2 separate regions of the Gossypium hirsutum genome follow, and region 1 is linked to region 2. The links are chromatin contacts, called in public Hi-C maps. All regions are on one chromosome and are shown on one strand. The core of a region is the stretch at or near the end of the contact, and the rest is flanking DNA. Distances in the headings are between cores, read along the strand shown. Region 1 has its middle 63 kb from the start of LOC107963463. Region 2 holds the start of LOC107918013 (aldehyde oxidase GLOX1).

What was found. A called contact is a pair of places that touch in the nucleus more often than the background predicts.
Region 1: a Hi-C map of leaf shows a contact between it and region 2, with 2.8 times the contacts expected there. The contact joins the enhancer-like site here to the promoter of LOC107918013 in region 2. A contact is called at or near these places in 3 of 34 Hi-C or Micro-C datasets (leaf and petal).

Annotation. Positions count from the first base shown.
Region 1 is chrA01:23,517,825-23,520,524 of Gossypium_hirsutum_v2.1, forward strand. No RefSeq gene overlaps it. Among protein-coding and RNA genes, the nearest start is that of LOC107963463, 63 kb to the right of the region's middle. Within about 2 kb of position 1,402, at least 2 of the 9 cell types and tissues checked have an H3K27ac peak or open chromatin away from gene starts, as enhancers often do. A contact at or near this core is called in leaf, where this site is marked.
Region 2 is chrA01:23,027,194-23,029,893 of Gossypium_hirsutum_v2.1, forward strand. LOC107918013 (aldehyde oxidase GLOX1) reads right to left here and starts at 1,290. Exons shown (of 2, transcript XM_041111670.1): 1 at 1-1,290. The coding sequence starts at 1,155.

The DNA of each region.
Region 1 (2,700 bases), core at 152-2,651, 490 kb after region 2:
TAACAAAAAACAATAAAAATAAAAATATGCATATGATAGGATTTAAACACACACCAATTGTGTTGGTAAATCCTAAAATTTACCACTCAAGCAAAAACTTTATTTTAATAAATTTTATACATTTTTATTTTAATATGCACAATTTATTATCTCTATCAATTGTATATTTATACTACTATTTAAGTCTCTAAGTGAATTTATGTCACGAGTTAGCCAGGTACCAACTCGGTTAGAAAAATTACAGAAATATTCTTTTGTAATAAAATTAAGTTATATTATTCAAAGGTACTTTTATCTTTTTATTTAACAAAACCCAATAACAAATTTGAAAATGGTGGGGTTTAAACCCATTTTATTTAAATCAATAAAATATTAATATTACTATTGAACCAATGCTTTATCTTAATATTATATTTACAATTTAATTGTATCATGCATATTTTATTACCTCCATCAATTGTATCTATATTTATATTATTATTTATGTTATTAACTGAGTTGATATCATGAATTAACTCAAAACCAACTTAGTACTGATATATTCATTTAGTATTCTTAATCTAATGTACTTATGTATTTAAATTTTATTTTAGTTACAATTTAATCTAATATTATACATATTTTATATGTTATTATTAATTAATTTCAAATTATATATTTTATTATTTATTATATATTATTTTTAAGAACACATTACTAGTGTGATAAAATTTTTAATATATACTAATCTCGTGTTAGTGTTTGGATTGCTGTAGATAATATAGACCCATCAGACCCATTTATATATTGGATTTGCTTTTTCTCTCTATATTCAATATTGGATACATGGATGGATAAGCCCTTAACCTTAAAATATAAATACTTCTAAAATGTTTGTATTATATACAACACATCATCAGTTGTTTTAAACGATGTATATAGTCAAATTAATAGTATGAATTCAATTATAAAATTATCAAAAATTTAAATTTTTTTAAAAATAATATATTAGAAGAACCACATAGGTAATTAATATTTATTTTTAGAAAAATCACTCTTCTATGGATTGAATTTAGGTGTACAAAATTTTAACGTGTGAACTTTACCAACACAACTAAAATTTAATTAACAAAAATATTTATATTTTCATAATTCTGTCAATAATTATTATTTTTTTCAAAAGAAATTATTATTTGAATATTTTTGTATTATTTTTTCATCACATAATGGGTGTACCATATGATGGTTAAAAGAGGTGTAGTAGGGGTGTAGGCACGTGATAAGACAATTATGTAATGAAATGCCGAATTAAACCAATAATATGGTGAAACTGAAAGGGTGAAAAACCCTAATACTCTACACGTTTAAGGCCTAGAAATGAAGTCAATCATGTTGATCACATGCAAAGCCCAGTGGGTCCACTCTCTAACCCCATCCCTAACCTTCATTATCTCTCTCTCTCTTCTATGCCCCAACGGGGGACCAGCTCTCTCTTCTATGCCTCAAATCTCCCCTAACCTACGCCCCATAACAGTAGTTTTGTACGACAAGCTTTAACCCAAGATTTTGCTTTGAACAGTTCTCAAGAAATACGAAATTTTTTCCCCCATGGATTGAAACTATTAGGATGTAGTGAGAAATGGTGGCATTAAATCTAAATTGATTAAGTACTGTCTGTAAATTTCTTAAAATTTCTTCTATTTAAATTTAATTGAATGTAATTATATTTATCATAATTGTAATTACAACTTTCTTCTGAAAAGGTATAAATTATGCAGAAGAAAAATAAAGTTAACATAGCATTGTATATATGTCAAAGACTAGAAAATGAAGAAGATGATGCAATTTTAATTTGCGAACATGCTTCAAAGAGTGGGTAGCTTTTGGAGATAATAGAAGCAAAAACCAAGCAGGGGGCAGCGCCTAAACTTTCAGTGGTTTTATAATAAATGCAGTTCTTTTCATATATTCCCTTCCCTTGAACCTCCCTTGGAAAATAAACATATTAAAAAGGTTTAAGTGATGTTATTACACTCTTGTTTTAATTTTTTTGTTAGCTATATTTTTTTAATACAAGTATATTAAATGATTCTCTCTCTCTATATATAAGTGTTAATATTTAATAAATTGATATAGAGGTGATCATTTTGTATTTTTGAATTGTTTTTTATAATATTTTAACAAGATAAATATTATTTTTAAAATCTTATTTTGGGTAAATTACACCAATAATCACTTAATTTTAGGGTAGCTGACAAAACAGTCACTCAAGTTTCAATTCAGTCACTCAATTTTCAAAAAATAACAAAACAGTCACCATTAACCATTTTCAGTTACAGACGTAACGGAGCTACTATTTTCCATTACAATTCCATTACAGACTTAACCAACCTACCATTTTCCATCCCCTCTCATCCCTCTCCCTTTCCCTCTTCCCCACCATCCCTCCCTACTTTGATTCTCTCTCCCTCTCCCCCTCTTCCGCACCATCCCTCCCTCCTACTTTGATTCTTTCCCTCTCCCTCATTGTCCCATTGCTAACCCTCTCCCTCACCACAAAGAAAAACGAAACTGCACCTAAACCAGTTGCTACAACCATTAATAATGTAAAGAGCATGACTCTAGACATAGAAACTTTGTTGTAATTACCTTTCTAGTCATTCATTGCCTTGTCATTGTCCTCAAAAGTTATGACTTTCTCTATACCAGTGCCATCTATAA
Region 2 (2,700 bases), core at 40-2,539:
CCGAGGGATCTTTGTTGGGTTTAGTATCTTGAATCGTGACTCGATTTCATTATCAGGCATGTATAACACTGGATTTAAGACCGGGTCCCTTCCTAAGTCCCATCCTGCTGACCCGGAACGTGCTCCGTTGATGACCAAAACTTTGCCGTTTGGAAGCAATACCATGTCACCCATGACTCTAGCTAAAGGCATAGTTTCCAAGACCCATTTTGGTTTCGGGTCGGTTATTGAGATCCTGGCGCAAGTGTTCAAGGCTTTAACGAACTTACCTTGTAATGCTTGGACAAATGATCCTTTTGGAGCACCGCCACAAACTAAAACTTCAGCTTGAATAGTGGCGGCTGTCAAGTTCTTCAATGGTAGCAATACAGCCGAACCTGTGCTTGGATAGCTTCTTGGCTCCCCACCTGGTATTTTGGGGTAAGTTTTCACCACCTTGTTGTTCACATAATCAAGCAAAATAGCTCGATTGTTGGCGAAAATGAACAGGTTTCCATCGACATTGAGAAAAACAAAAGGGTAGAGATTGTTCTCTACTCCTCGTTCATTGGTTTCCGACAGGAAATGCAACTTGAACGTGTCGGCGGCTATGTTTTTAGGAACAAACTCGTAATTAAATTGTTCTCGGCCGCCGACAACAATTTGTCTTCCATCTGGCAAGACATGATTGGTAGCATACCATCTTTTGGCCGCCAATCCATTTGGTGTTTCGTGCCAGTCGCAGCTTTCGCATGGGCTGAAAACCCTGACCCGAAGTTCTCCGTCGCTGAAACCACCGGTTTGGACCAATTTACCGTCAGGCATGACGGCGCCTGAAGAACACCAAACGTTGCTTTGGACAGTAAGAGCCCTGAACTTGTTGCTCAAAACATCATACTCAACTGAATGCGCCGTACAATCTACTTGGACAGCAGTGTTGGTTGGGTCATTGTGGCATTTCCCACTTGCCAATGGCAGAGTGGATGGGCCGAAATCAGTCCTATCATACATAACAACACGGTCATTTTTAAGGAGTTGCATGTGCATGGATGAGATGCCAATGCTTTTTTGTAGCAGCTGCCACCGGCCGTCGGCAGCAGTGGGGAGGATAAGGGGATGTGAGGCAAAGAGTAGAAGTGAGAAAAGAAATGTACAAAGGGTTGACATTTCTGCCATATGTTTAGCAGATGATATTATGGCTGCTTGTCAGCTTTGGGAACTCTTTTATAAAGGACTTGGTGAGAGAAGCAATGAAGGCTTTGAGATTTGAGACTCCCACACCATGTGGTCTTGCGTGGGATGCTTGTAGTGGTTTGTCTTTATGAAAACGATGGTTTAGTTTCTGGTTTCAAAATTAGGATATGAATGTTCCAAGTTTTTTTTTTTTTTAAAATGAGATTGTTTGAATGATTAGCAAATCGATAATATAATTTTAGAATTGGTAACTAAATTGACTTTGGTATTTATATTCTCTTTTCTTCTTCATTTCGTCTATTCAGTGATTGGTCAATAGGATTTATACTTGGAATTATCATTTAACTTAAAGCTAGGTTAATCGAGTTAATTGGTCCAAATGGTTATCGTTTTCCTTTTGTTGTTTATTTTGCCTTAAAAAAAAGTTTATAATTAGATTTTTTTAGGTTGGTATATGAACTTAATATTTTTTAATTTGGTATTTAAATTTGTTTCAGGTCTAATTTGATATCTAAATTTTTTTATGTTCAATTTAATACCTAAATTTATTAAATGTTATATAAATTACGTAAAATACTAATAGTGTTAAAATTTTTTTTGACTATGCTATAAAAATATTGTCAGTATTAGAGTAAATTCATGTTAAAAAATAGATATTGAGCTATGCTTAATGAATTAATATTAAATAAAAAAATTTTAAAACCACAAATTGAAAGGAATTCATTATTTTCAATTAATAAAATAAATAAAACTAAAAGTAATTGAACATAAAAAATACAAAAAAATATCATATTATCTGTCATATATCGGAAATATATTGATTATTTTTGTTACCACATAAAAAAATATTTTTAGTATATTGGAGTAATTTGTAAAACATTTGACAAATACCAAATCGAAAAAAATAGAATAAATGCCAAATTAGAAAAAGGAGTCAAGTTCATGTACCAAATTAAACCCCCAAAAAATTAAGTACCAACTAAAAAAAAGTATTAAGTTTATGTACTAAATTAAAAAAAATCGAATTCAAATACCAAATGTATATTAAGTGATTCTTTTATATAAAATATTTGATAAACTTTTGAATTAATCTTAAAGTAATCCTTGGGTTAACAATTCCTTCATTCCGATCTTAAATTAAATAATTATAGATATTTTCTGTACGTTGCTTTTGTCCAAATCGTATCATTTGTAGACTTCCAATGGAAAACATGAAAAAGCAATGCTTCTTTGTTTTAAATTCGAAAAACATCAAAATAAAATTGGAACAATTTTAAGTATCAGAAACATTTTTAATAGAATGTCTTAAATTTCAATATAAAATATTTTAGAGATAATATTTAATATACCATTAATAAATCATATTAAATTATTTTATCAATAATAATCCAATGAAATTTATACATCAACAATATATCAAATTTGAATCTCACTCCCTTAAAAACAATCAATCGATATTCTACTAACTAAATTCTTGTTTAAGCATACGCTGGACCGGTAAAGTTATAAATTTTGCCGATTCCATCC